Regions from separate parts of the Mus musculus genome. Here regions 2 and 3 are each linked to region 1. Evidence: chromatin contacts called from public Hi-C and promoter capture Hi-C data. All regions are on one chromosome and are shown on one strand. The core of a region is the stretch at or near the end of the contact, and the rest is flanking DNA. Distances in the headings are between cores, read along the strand shown.

Region 1 (4,958 bases), core at 507-3,006:
ACCATTAGCCCTGCTTGATTCTGCAACCCTACAAGAGAGGAATGATTCTTACCCCATTTCACACAAGAGCAAAGTGCAACTCGGACAGGTCAAGAAAGCACATGTGGAGCTGGGCGTGGTGGCGCACACCTTTAATCCCAGCACTTGGGAGGCAGAGGCAGGCGGATTTCTGAGTTCAAGGCCAGCCTGGTCTACAGGACAGCCAGGGCTACACAGAGACCCTGTCTCGAAAAACCAAAAAAAAAAAAAAAGAAAGCACATGTGGCTGAGTGGGGAGGCTCACCTGGTGGGTGTCAGAACCAAGCAGAAGATGCCATAAGGGTCCTCAGACAGCTTCTGCAAGATGGGAAGCACAAAGGCTGCTGTCTTGCCACTTCCTGTTTTTGCACAGCCCAAGCAGTCCCGACCTAGGCAGATGGCAAAGCAGCATCAGTGTGGAGCAAGGGCCATGATTGGTCCCTTGGGCATTCCCTCATTATTGTAAGAAATAGATGGGTATGGTCTGCTTTTAGTACGAGGTGAGCTTACAGTTCACTAGAGCTACAGATGAGTTGGAGGCACTGGGTCCTTCTCTCCCCTAGTTAGTCTAAGACTCGGAGAGTTACAGGTGCTCTGCTATGTGACTGAGCCCATGATTAGAAAGGAAGGGCAGCCAGGCAGTAGTGGCGCACACCTTTAATTTCAGCACTTGGGAGGCAGAGGCAGGCAGATTTCTGAGTTCAAGGCCAGCCTGTTCTACAGAGTGAGTTCCAGGACAGCCAGGGCTATACAGAGAAACCCTGTCTCAAAAAAACAAAAAAACAAGGGAAAAAAAAAAGAAAGAAAAGAGAATAGAAGAGAGGCAGCCTCAAGACCCAAACTATTCATTAGAGAAGACTTGGGGCCCCAATGGACCAATGGGATGGGGAATTTGGGGAGGGGAAAAGCCCTGCAGGTCTATGGAAGAAAAGGTCAGGAATTTCCCATATTTGGGGAAAGGCTTCAAAAACTTGCTTGAAATCACCACACCAGCTATTTTTGCCTTTTCTCTATGCTGGTACCCCTTTCTCCAGAATTGAATATTTAAAACTGTTTCATTTCCACTAGTCCCTTGAACGTGTTATTATCTAATTTCCAACAATTATTATAATTGCTTGTTTGAAACAAATTTTCAGGTAGCCCAGGCTGGTCTGCAACTTGCTACCAAACTGAGGATCACCTTGAACTCCTGATCCTCTTGCTTCCACCTGCTCAGTATTGAGATGACTGAGAGTCACCACGTCCGGCTCCAAGGACGCCTCTTTAATGGCAAAAGTGAACTGGGTCGAAGAGCACTGACACAAACACGGAGCATTGGTTTTTACCTGGAGTTTGACGGCTTCTACGTCAAAGCCAGCTCTACCCTTTTTTTTTTTCAGTGCCATGTTTTAGTCATTCACCGATCTCTCCCTATGCTCGGGTGCTACGAAAACTTAAGAGGTGCCACCCATCACCTGTGTGATAATGAACACGAGTCGGTCGCAGCGTAAATGTCAATGCTGCGGGTCAGGGTCCCCGAAACACTCAATGCTGTCCTGATTCCTGGAACCCAAGTGGGGCTAAGGAAGAGCGGGCAAAGAAAGGCATTAAAAGAAAGGCGAGAACTCACCTTCCAGGATGGCCGGAATGCACCCGAGCTGCACCGGCGTGGGCTGCTTCAACCCCAGCTGTCGACACTGTTCTACCAGCCACGACGACAACCCGATCTCAGCGAACCCCGCCATGCTCCAGACCCGGGCAGAGAACCTAGAAATGAGTGCTTCCGGCGCGTGAATGCTACGTCACGTCCACCCCGGCGCAGTCCGGCCTGGAAAAGTTGTGAGAGGACGTTGGCGGAGGAATGTGACGTCACGGAGAGACCCTCTCCAGATCCTTCAACCAATCCGAGCTTTGACCGCTTTTCAGTGTTTTGGTTCTGAAGGCCTTGTGTTTGTTGACGGAATCCGAACTATAGTTCTCGGGAGGCTTTGCAAGGTTTCTTTTTCATCGCCTCTGATTTGTCCCATAGAACTACGTTTCCCAGAGTTCCTGACGACGGGGACCTGCTTCCGGCCTACGTGTCCCAGAAGAAGGTTGGTTAGAGGTGCGGTGACATGGCTCCTCCGGTTCCTGGCGCGGTCTCTGGCGGCTCCGGAGAGGTAGATGAGCTGTTCGACGTGAAGAACGCTTTCTACATCGGCAGCTACCAGCAGTGCATCAACGAGGCTCAGCGCGTGAAGGTGGGCAGCGTGCGGAGCAGCTTCCGGCGCGCTCTGAGGTTCTGGTCCGAGGACTCGGTTTCTCTTATAATTAGGGATGGTTTTCAATTTACTCTGTAACCGAGGCTAACCTTGAGGTCCTGCGCCTCCAGTCTTCACCCCTCCAGTGCTAGGATGACAGGTGTGCACCCCTGTGCCAAGCTTCCAACTTTCTGGTGGTTGATTGACAGGGGCTCACTTTATAGCCCAGGCTGACCTGAAGTCAGGGTAATGGTGAGGTGACAGGTGTGCGCCACTAGCTCCATCATAAAACCTCTTACTGTTTCGTTTTTAAACCCCCCCCGCCCCCCTTTTTTAAGTGTCTAAAGTCAGGCATCATGGTGCACGCCTTCTATTCCAGCACTTGGGAGGCTGATCTCTGTAAGTTTAGGGTCAGCCTGATCTTCATAAGCAGTTCTAGGTCAGTTCGGGTAATACTGTAATCTGTCTTAATAATAGTCCTAAACCGGAGGTAGCTTGGTGTGCCTTAAATCCCAGCACCCAGAGGCAGAGGCAGTCAAGTCTCTGAGTTTTGGACCACTCTGATCTACATAGCGACTTCCAGGACAGCCAGGGTGCTACAGAAAAACCCCGTCTTGAACTGTACCCTCCTCGCCTCCCCCACTCCCCCCAAAAGGGAAGTTTGGTTATAAAAGAAGACAGTCTCCTTTAGCCCAGGCTGGCCTCAGACTCCCCATGTTGCTGAAGAGCACTGAATTCCTGATGGCCATGCCTGCTCTCTGGAGTGCTGGGATCATAGTGTGCACAGCCAAAGCACAGCTTCGATGCAAATGCTCCACAGGCTAAATCCTTGCCCTGGTTTTGTTTTATGTTTTAAGCAGCTTCATATAGCCCAGGCTGTCCCTAGATGTAGCAGTCTTGTCTCAGCCTCCCAGATGCAGGATGACAGGCCTGTGCCACAATGCTCAGCTTGTCTTTAGTTCATTAAAGATGTGACCCGTGTTTGCAACAGCCTGTGTGTGTTGTTGACAGAATCACCTGTCACTCATTCTTCACTGTGCACTCGTGGAAAACAGCATTCCTGCTGGGCTCAGTAAGGGATGGAGTTGGTGGAACTACAGGCTTTCTAGGTATAGTAGCCTTGGCAACAGAGGCAGCACAGAGAGCCAGGAAATGGCAGAATGGGTGTAGAAAGTGGTGGTCTTAGACTTGCCTGTTTTGAATGTGAAACAGAGTCAGGGCTGTGATGGGCTGGGGCATGGCTCAGGTAAACTATGTGGAGGCTTGTCCTTACCAGGCTAAAAAGCTGTTTTGTTAAGGTTCTGGACAAGAGGCAAGAAGATCCAACTTGTTCTCAGCTATGTAGTGAGTTTGAGGCCAGCCTAGTCTGCATGAAACCCTGTCTCCAAAACTCCCAAAATAATAAAATCAAAGCCAAATTCATTGAGCTTGTAAAGCGCCCAACAGGGCTGGGGCATGCAGCTGTGCTGCTGCTGTAGCCGTAGTGGCACTGCACGCTGTGATACTGGGATGACGCTGTGATACTGGGATGACGGCGGAGCCTCCTTGGGCTCGCATCAGTTGAGAGAAGATCAGGGCTTTGCACACTGGGTGCCCTCTGGAGGCTTTGGGGCTTCTGGGTCTCCTGGATTCCAGCTGAGACCCAGAGCTATGAGCCTAGCAGGGAGGCTGCCCAGCCTCACTCTGCATATCTTCTCACAGCTCTCCAGTCCTGAGCGGGAAGTAGAGAGGGATGTCTTCCTATACAGAGCATACCTCGCACAGGTGAGTGTGGACAGCCTGGGGAAGGGCACAGAGTATTATGCAGGAAAGCCGTGGACAGCCAGGCCAGGGGACTGTCAGGATGCCTCATCACGGGGAGGGTTAAGTATGTGTGGTCCTGAGAATTGAACTCAGGTCATCAGGCTTGGCAGCCATCTCACATAGCTTAGACTGGCCTTGGATTCACTATGGAGTCCAGGATGACCTTCCTTTCCTGCCTCCACCTCCCTTGTGCTACCATGCCTGGCTTCGTCATTACCTACAGAAAACACAAGGTGTATTTTCACTTCTGTGTTCTAAAAACAGCCCCAGGCTGTGCAAGGTGGCACAGGCCCGTCTTCCCAGCACTTGGGAGCCTGAGGCAGAAGGAGCTCAAGTTTAAAGTACCCTGGGCTACACAACAAAATGCTGCTCAAAAAGATATATTCCTAGTGACCTCTGAAAAGGTCTTCTTCACTCTGGCCCAGGGCAAGGGCTGAGGTGCCCCAGGAGGAGCCTGGTAAACAGCCTCCTAACCACAGACTGCATCACCACCCTGTGCCTAGGTCAGTCGCACACTCTGTGTGGTTCTGTGTGGCTGTGATCTTCCCAACAGGGCATGGTGACACAGTACTTGGAAGGCTGAGGAAGGGGATTGCTGCAACTCTGAAAGCAGCCTGGTTGAGAAAGGACAGCAAGGGACAGGTGGCTCCAGAAGTAGCTGTGGGTGTCAGCAAGAGATCTGCCAGGTGGGGGAAGGTGGGACATAGCAGACACCCTCTGCCCCCACCCTGCTGACACATGTCCCCAGCTACAGCAGGGAAAACAAACGTGGCCACCTTGCTGCCTGCTGCAGATGCATGTGACACTGCTGTCTTGGGCAGTGTGCTGGTGGTGTGGGCTGTGGGTTGGGAATATAAAGCCTTTAGGTAGGAAGGACTGATATGCACCTGTGACCGTAGAGGAAGTATGGCGTGGTCC
Region 2 (4,439 bases), core at 639-3,138, 530 kb before region 1:
TTAGGAGCAAAGAGGAGATACAAATTATAGACATTTCCAAGAAAGGCAATGGGCCTCTTTGAGTGAGAGAATGCCAAGGGGCCTTACTTTGTTTTTTTCACACTTTTTTATGAAGATCAGTGTTTTGCCAGCACATATGCGGTGCCTGTGGAGATCAGAGGAGGCCTGGAGACTAGTTACAGGAGGTTGTAAATGGCCACCTGAGCACTGGGAACTGAATCAGGCAGCATCCTCTGCAAAAAACAACCAGGGCTTTTCACTGCTAAGCCACTTTTAAAGTTTTAAGAGTGTGTGTGTGTGTAGGGGTTCGTGCATTTGAAGGAGGTGCCCTCAGAGGCCAGAAGTGGAGATGGGATGCTCTGGTACTGGAGTTATAGGCAGTTGTGAGTCACAGAGGTGGATGCTGGAAATCAAACTGGAGTCTTTACAAGAGCAATACCCTCTTAAGCACTGAACCATCATTACAGACCATCCACCTCATCTTTTTGACAGGGTCTCATGATGTAACCCTGGCTAACCTGGAACTCTGCAGCTATGTAAACCAGGCTAGCCTCAATCTGCCAACCTCTTCCTCCCAAGTGCTGGGTTAAAAGTAGACTGACCAACCAACCCAGCAAGAACTATAATTTTTAACAACAAAAAACAAAACAAAACAAAACCATGCAGGGCAGTGGGAGACAATGCCTTGAATCTTGGCACATGGAAGGCAGAGAGAAGCAGGTGTATGGCTATGATTTCAAGGCCAGCCTCTACAGAGTGAGTTTTAGGCCAAAGCAGACCTAACAAAAAACAAAATAAGCAAAAAAGACAACAACAAAACCCCAACCAAACAAAAAGCAAACACAAAATAGTGATACCCCATAAATATGGCGATAGGAAGCTTCAGAACTGAACGTCATGTTTCCTCAATCTGCACTAAGATTTAAATAATCACAATATAAATCCTAACAACTTATGAAAAATTAAGAAACTGATTCTCAAGTTTATGTGGAGAGTGGAAAAAAACGAAAATGGTCCACACAATTCCAAAGAAACAGCACACAGACTTAAAGTGTATATATATAGTTATAGATATTATATATACACATGTTATATACACACACATATATATATGGGGTGTGTGTGTGTGTGTACCTTTTTTTGACAAAGTAGCAAAGGAAACTCAACAAAGGGCAGAATAGCAAAAGGTTATTAGCAGAACCGATGTCTATAGACAAGAAATTAAATAGAGTTTCACAATGTTGGGGCTGGAGAGATGGTTTAATGGTTGGGAAAACCGGCTGCTCTTCCAGAGGACCTGAGTTCAATTCCTAGTACCAACATGGCAGCTCAACAACAGTTCCAGAGGATCTGACATCCTCACAAAGACATACATACATTTTGGCAAAATACCAATGCACAAAAAATAATAATTTTTTTAAAGTTTAAAATTCACAGTATTAACTCAAGTTGATTGCTTTGACCTAAATGTTACATGAAAATTCAGAACTTCTAGAAAGTAGCAGAAACTAGATGACCTATTGTTTTACAACCTTCTGATGAGATACCCAAAGCAGGACTGTATAAAACGCCTGCCCCAGACAGAGCACCGACTCTTTCCTGCGCGAGGCGGAGCCTCCGCAGGGAGGCTCCGCGCTCTGCGCAGGCGCGGACCACGGCGAAGAGGACACAGGGCCCAGCGCCACACAGCACTGAATGCCGCTGCCGCCCCGCCCCAGCCTCGGGGAGGATCCACCACAGCGGGCAGGGACAGCGGCCCTTGCTCACCATGGCGCGGCTTCCGAACTCGCCCGCGCTCTCCTCACTGGTCCCGGCAGCAGCGCTCACAGCACAACACACCGCACCTCCCTGTGCCGCAGAGCCGAGCCACAATATGGCGGCCGTGAAGAACCCGCCTCTTGCCGCTCTCCAGTAGTCCTGATTAGACGGCACGGTTCTAGAACCTGATTGGCTACCAAAGCCTGAGTGACACTAGCTTCCAAAGCCGAAGTGTGGGATTCAAATGACAGCCATAGCCCCGCCCTCCTTGCTTCTAAGCAGAACTAGCTTCTCCCTGGTAAAGCAGTACTCCATCACCAAGTCGTCACTGTGCACACCGAGTGCTCATTGCAGCAATCCTGCTGCCTCACAATTAGAAAGGTGCTCAGGTCAGTTTTAATTAGAAGGTCAAATTATAACTGGACATGATGTTCTCCAGGCATCAGGAATTTGAGTAAGGAACATCTATGGTTTATACATCTGTCCCAGGTTGCACATTAACACAAGTATTCATTTCCTCTATTTTCATAGCATGTGTGTTCTTCCAGTTAAGATCTCTATCCAGCCGGGCAGTGCAGGCAGTGGTGGCACACACCTTTAATTCCAGCACTTGGGAGGCAGAGGCAGGCAGATTCCTGAGTTCGAGGCCAGAGTGGTCTACAGAGTGAGGACAGCCAAGGCTACACCAGAAACCCTGTCTTGAAAAAACCAAAACAAACAAACAAACAAAAACCAAAAACCTCTCTATCCTTCCATCTCACCCCCGTTTCTCCTCTCCAGGCCTCTACAGACATTCTAATTTAAACAAAAGCAAAAAGAAAAAGAAAAAGAAAATTGAAGACGTGGGTCAAGGAAATGACTTAGTAGGTTAAGCATGAACATAGTAGAAGAAGACCAACTCAGGAAAGTTGTCCTCTGGCCTCCACAAGTGTGTTCTTCACACACACATAAATATACACAGACACACACACACGTACATAGCCACTAAATCATCAGAACATTTTATTATTTAATTTTTGGTTTTTTGAGTTAGAGTTTCTCTGTGTAGCCCTAGCTATCCTGGTGTTTTTGTTTTTGTTTTTTGTTTTTTTGTTTTTTTCCAAGACAGGGTTTCTCTGTATAGCCCTGGCTATCCTAGAACTCACTCTGTAGACCAGGCTAATCTCAAACACAGAGGTCTACCTGCCTATGCTTCACGGGTGCTGGGAAAAAGGCGTTCACCCATTTTTACTAAAGAAGAAGTGGGGGAGTACTGGCAGTAGAAACAATAAGAAGGAAAAACCCAGCAAAGCTAATGGAGTCAATGAACAGATCAGTGAGTGGTGTTCAGTCGTGTAATGATTAGTCTTGATTGTCAAAGTGATAGGAGCAACCCTCCAGCATGTATGTAAGGGTGTTTCTAAATAGGGTAGTTGAGATAGGAAGGCTCTTCCTAAAAGTGGGCAGTATCATTACCTAGACCACAATCAAGGACCGACTGAAAAGAGGGAAGGAGGTGAGGGGATGGGAGCACTCTCTGTACCTTCTGCTCTTGTAGAGAACTTGTTTGGTTTACACACACACACACACACACACACACACACACACACACACACACACCCGTTGGCTCTTAACTTCCTGTAAATCCAGCTCCAGGGGATGAAATTCCTTCTTCTGAGCGCCTTCATGGCTCATGCATACTGAATTACCCATACATGTAAATAAAAAAAATGTTTTTAAATTATCATTATAGAATATCTTTTCTCCTCCTATGAAGGTTCCGATTCTCCCTGTTTAAGATCTCAAATATCTCTGAATTATAACTATTCCTAAGACAAGATATAATAAAGAGAATATACCTAGGAGCCAAAGTTAAAACTCCGTGTTAGCGCCAGCTAACCATCCATGAGAACCAGCTCTCTATAACCTCTTCATATTTTTTAGAGAGGATCTCACTCTGTACCCAAGGCTGGCCTCCAACTCACAGGAAACCACTGGTCTCTGCCTCTCGTGTCTCTATAACCTCTTGGCTTTAGTTAGTCTGGGAACTTTTGAATTATGTTTGGCTGACAAAAGTGAATCCATGCTTGTTGTCTTTTTTTTTTTTTTAATGTTTATATGAGTACATTGTTGCTGTCTTCAGATACTCCCCTTCCCAGACACCCCTCCTGCAAAAGGTATTTAACCCCAGGCCTGCCCTGAGAAGTGGGGTATGGTTTTACTCATCCACTTTGTGCTATGACAATAAATGCCCTAAAACCATGGACTGCCTCTTTTCATCAGGATCTGCCGTGGGGAGCAATGGAGAAGCTTTCACCTAAAGAGCTGCCATCTACTCTCCAGTGGAAGGCCTCTCCGCACTCCCAGCCACCACCAAGACTAAACCACCACCGCCAACAAGCCAAGTACCTATCCCCCCCCCGCCCCCCCCGCCCCCCCCACCCTAACCAGCCGAAGCTTCTTTCTTTCCCCCTTGGCCCCGGCTAGATCCAGCCCATGGGCCCCCACTCTGTTCTCAGCTCTTCCAAGCTCCCAGCAGCACCTGGGGTCCGAGAGCCTGAGAAGCAGATAGTCCCGGCCTCCCAAGCCAGCTCCCTGGACTTCAGACTGCGCTTCCCCAACCCCAGAGTGGTGTTCGGAGGCTTCCCTACAGCCTGACACCTGCCCAGCAATGGCGTGGGGTAAGCACAGTCAAACTTCCT
Region 3 (4,504 bases), core at 1,891-4,390, 600 kb after region 1:
AACCCCAGGTGTGCAGATACGGGGGCTCCTATGCACTGGCTGCAGCAGTTGGCTGTGATTTATGTCATGCTCTAGCGGAGATGTGGTTTTGCTAGCTAATAAATACTATGATAGATATAGGATAGGTGGTTGTTGTTCAAGGGGGTTGACTGCGGTTTGTTGGTTTATACTCGAAGAAACAGGGATCTCTTTCCCCTTTATCCTTCTTTCTCTCCTATGTAGTGATTGAGGGTGAAACTGGGCTATAAAGGGTGGGAAAAAGAACCCACAAAGTTGCAAAGACCAGCTATAACTCAGGGATAGGGTGCCAGCCTAGACTCCCCCAGGGAAAGTGCTGGAATGTGGCTAGGGGTGGCTGGTGATGTGGAGCCCCAGGCCTGGCTGCAGAGGCAGAGAGGGATGTCTGGCTAAACAGCTTGGGAGTGTTGCGGAATAGAAAGTCTGACTGCCTCAAGGGCTCACAGCTTCCTCCCTCCCCTCCCCCCATCCCTGTCTCCACGGGGACCAGACAGCTGCTCCATTAGCTGACTGGATCTAGGTGTGGATAGAGGTGAAGGAAGTGACCTGAGTCCCAAGTGACCACTGAGTCTTTCTCTCCAGGAGACTTGCAATCCCCACGCCTTGACTCCCAACCGTAGGGATAGGAAAAGCTCAAGGACATTTCTCTCTCTCTCTCTCTCTCTCTCTCTCTCTCTCTCTCTCTCTCTCTCTCTCTCTCTGTGTGTGTGTGTGTGTGTGTGTGTGTGTGTGTGTGTGTGTGTATTTTGCAAAACTTGAGGTCCACAAAGCCTAATGAAAACCCTTTCCCCAGCTGACTCATGGCAGAGATGTACTGTGGAGCTCCAGGCCCAGAGACCAGATAATGACATTAACACTCACTACTAATGTAAGTGGTATGCATGCAGTCTGTTGTGCCCAAAGCTGAGAGACTGAGGCAGGAGACTCATCAGTTTGAGGTCACTGTGGAATGTATAGAAGTGGAAAAAAGAGAACAGTAGAGCCTTAGGCAGCAGGAGAGCTCACAAGTCAGCCAAGGGCTCCTGGGTTCAAATCCTGAGGGACTCTGTGAACATTAGCATGAAAAGACTGAGTAAATGAATGAGTGGAAAGTGGGGGATGTGCTGTTGGCTCCATTGTGCAGAACCCTCAAGCCTCCACTGTGTCCCCTGCACAGAGCAGAACCAGAGAGTGTGACCCTGCTGGTTTTCACCAGAGCTCCAGCTCTGATGTGGTGGTAAGATTTCACCGTGCAGCCCTGGCTGGCCAAACCCTTTCTACGTAGACAAAGCTAACCACATACAGACATCTTCCTGCTTCTGCCCCCTCCCCAGTGTGCTGGAATTAGATGCATGCCAACATGCCTGTCTCTTCTTTTTTAAAGATTTCTTAGTGTCTGAGTGACTGTGCATATGAGAGCATCCATAGAGGTCAGAGGGGGTGTCAAATCCCTTGGAGCAGGAGTTCCATGAAGTTGGAACCTGTGCTATGGGTGTTGGGAATGGAATGTGAGTCCCCTGCAAGAGCAGTTAAGACCTCTTAAGATTTGAGCTATCCCTGTAGTCGCTTGTGTTGATTTTACTACCCTAGTCTTTCCTGGGACTTGCTCTATTTTCCAGGTTAGCTTTGAACTCCCTATGTAGCCCAGGGTGGCCACAGACTGTCCAAGGTCACTCAGTCTTCTGTGATGAGTTAGGGGTGTGGAGATGCACTGCCAAGCCCATTCTGCACTGGATCTTAGCCAGAGGGCAGAGAATGGACCATCCCAGTTCTGTTTCCGTTATAACAACAGAGGAAATCACAAGCCATCAACTTCTGCAGGCTGACCAGTTAAGGGGGAGGAGTCAGGATTCAGGAAGGATATTGGCGCCAAAAGAGTATCCAGGAAGCTCAGACCATGGCTTGAGGACTTGGCTGATGCTACGGACTGATGGAGGAAGTTGGCTTGGGGAAGTCCTTTACAGAACGTCTGTCAGCAGCAGGCTTGATTTGGGTTCCTGATGCATCACACCAGTCCTGAATTGCCTTTGCTTGTTTTTCATTTATTTTAAAAGTCTGTCTGTCTGTCTTGTCAACACTGTGTACACCAGTGTTGGCCTTGAACTCACAAAGATCCTCTTGCCTCTGTCTCTAGAGAGATGATGAGGTTAAAGGCATGAATCTTTGTCTTTTTAAATTGTTGTTTCTTTTTGATATATGACTTGATGTAGCCTAGGCTGGACTCATATTTGTTAGGTAGTGGAGGTTGACTGTGAATGGAAGCACCTGGCTGGGCTTAGTTGTTTACTCCAGAGACAGAAGGCTCACTCTTGAGGGGAGCCAGCTGGTCCTTCTTGGGGTGAACAGCATTTCAAATACTTAACATGGAATGGCCAAAAAAGAAGTAAGATTGGACTGGGTGGTGGTGGAGCACACCTTTGAATTCAGCACTCAGGAGGCAGAAGCAGGCAGATCTCTGTGAATTTGAGGCCAGCCTGATCTAGAGAGCAAGTTCCGAGACAGCCAGGGCTACACAGAAAGACCCTGTTTCGAAAAACAAATAAACCAAGATGCAAGTTTGGGGTGAAAATGTTCCAGGTCTGAGTGGGAGCCACATAAGCAGTCTCCATCACACATAGCCCTAGTGAATCCCAAGCTGTCTACTGTCCCAACGTGTGGGAAGCTGTGGAGGCAGGAAGATCACAGTCCCAGGGTCATCTAGAGACAACCTGACTTGGTGTCAGATAGGCTTGGTGACTTTACCCCTCCAAAATGTCCTTTCTTCCAAAATGACCCGGCCCAGCACACACACCTAGCAAGCAGCTACACATCCCCAAGCTCTCTTCTGTCCAGGTTCTAACTCAGGAAGCTCGCAGGACCTAGCCGACTCTGGTTCTGTGCAGAACCCCTGTGATGGAATGAGTTTTCGGGGGACAGAGATTCTAAGCGTTGCTTAGCGGGAGAATGAATGAGGGAATGAATGAAAAATGAATGGATGAAATTTGGGAGGGATAACGGTATCTTAGTACACAGCCAGTCTCAGTCCTCTTCGGGCTCCCAAAGCCTAGCGGGCATTGACAGAGGGGTGGAGAGGAGGGGGCGCTTCCGGCCGGGGTCTCCGGTGCTTCCGGTAAGCTCCCTGAAGGGGCGTGGCCAGCGGGGCGGGGCGCTCAGAGCGTCGGGGCGGTGCGAAGATGGCGGCAGTGATGGCGGCGCCGGAGGCTGTGGAGGCGCCCAGCTCCCTACTGTTGCTGGTGGTGGGTGGCGAGTGTGGCTGCCCCGGGCTGCTGGCCTACGTCATGGAGGAGTTGGAACGAGGTCGGGTCCGTGGGGACTTGGGGCGGTGGCAGCGGGGCGGGGCGGGGCGTCCGGGGCTGGGGGTTCCGGCGCGCGGCGGGCCGGGGTCCGGGTGGGGTGCGGGGTCCCTGGACGCAACGTTCCGGGCGTGGCCTACGATCCAGACGGGCATAGGGTTGCGCACGTGCCTAGCGGCGGCCTGGACAAAACTCTGCCACACGGGTTACTGGGTCTGGGTGGGGCGCGGCAGGCTGGGATCCGCGTGGGGCACGTTAGATGTGGCGTCACATTCCGGGGATACAGGGTTCGGGGAGCGGCCTGCGGCCGGGTGGGCGCTGCGTCCCCGACTTCGGGGTTCTGGCGGTGTGCGGCCTCACTCCCACGGCCCCTCCCTTCGCCTGGCTGGCAAGTTCCCCCGGCGCCCGGGGGCCTGCTTTCCGGGGGTGCTAATTGGTGCGTGGGTGGCGCGGCCGCCCCGGGGATGCTTGGCACGAGGGGAGCTGACTCAGGCGCACCTGCCACACTGGGGCATCGAGCGCAGCAGCATCCTCTGCAATGGGGTAGCGAATGCGATGCCTATGCCTGTTACCCCTGCAGTCGTGAGCTGAGGCCAGAGGAGCACTGCAAGTTCCAGGCCAGTCTGGGCTACAAGACAACCTATTCAAAATAAGTGCTGGGATTCAGTCGATAGATCTAAAGTTGCCTGGAGTGCTTGATCATGGGCTTCATCCCCAGCATTCTTCACTTGTCATCTCAGCACCTTTGAGATGCACATCAGATAAAGGGCTTGTCCTTAACTTCATAGAGCAGTTGTATTCAGCATGGACTACGTGAGACCATGTCTCAAAAAAAAATCAAATCCCCAGAACAATGTAGAATGCCCATCGAGGTGCATGGTCCTTGGGCCTAAGTGGGACAGCCTCAGCATACAGGCTGGGCTGAACGACAGGCAGTGTCCCTTGTCTTCTGAGAAGTGCTGATGTGCTGGGGAAGAGGACTCAAAGCAAGCAAGACTTCCATGGTGTCAGGGTACTTGAGGATGCTGAAGGCCTAGAGCAGGAGTTGCCTAGAGCAGGAGTTCTCAGCCGGTGATTCATGACCCTTCTGGAGAGGGGCTGCATATCAGATATTTACAGTTTGTAACTAGTAAAATTAGTTATCAAGGAGCAACAAAAATAACTTTATGAGGCTGGAGAGGTGGCTCAGTGATTAAGAGCAAACTTTTTCCAGA

Evidence for each region. Promoter capture Hi-C pulls out the DNA fragments that hold promoters and counts their contacts. A called contact is a pair of places that touch in the nucleus more often than the background predicts.
Region 2: a contact with region 1 is called in a promoter capture Hi-C map of pre-B cells. The contact joins the promoter of Zfp866 here to the promoter of Ddx49 in region 1. A contact is called at or near these places in 2 of 39 promoter capture datasets (embryonic stem cells and pre-B cells), 1 of 484 Hi-C or Micro-C datasets (B cells) and 1 of 9 other capture datasets (liver).
Region 3: a Hi-C map of CD4 T cells shows a contact between it and region 1, with 4 times the contacts expected there. The contact joins the promoter of Map1s here to the promoter of Ddx49 in region 1. A contact is called at or near these places in 1 of 39 promoter capture datasets (pre-B cells), 1 of 484 Hi-C or Micro-C datasets (CD4 T cells) and 2 of 9 other capture datasets (adipose tissue and pancreatic islet).

Annotation. Positions count from the first base shown.
Region 1 is chr8:70,300,696-70,305,653 of GRCm38.p6, forward strand. Ddx49 (DEAD box helicase 49) reads right to left here and starts at 1,757. Exons shown (of 13, transcript NM_001024922.2): 1 at 1,628-1,757; 2 at 284-407. The coding sequence starts at 1,742. It overlaps Cope (coatomer protein complex, subunit epsilon), which reads left to right and starts at 2,072. Exons shown (of 10, transcript NM_021538.2): 1 at 2,072-2,237; 2 at 3,939-4,001; 3 at 4,940-4,958. The coding sequence starts at 2,112.
Region 2 is chr8:69,773,023-69,777,461 of GRCm38.p6, forward strand. Zfp866 (zinc finger protein 866) reads right to left here and starts at 1,889. Exons shown (of 4, transcript NM_177899.3): 1 at 1,768-1,889. The coding sequence starts at 1,770.
Region 3 is chr8:70,902,834-70,907,337 of GRCm38.p6, forward strand. It overlaps Map1s (microtubule-associated protein 1S), which reads left to right and starts at 3,141. Exons shown (of 7, transcript NM_173013.3): 1 at 3,141-3,294. The coding sequence starts at 3,171.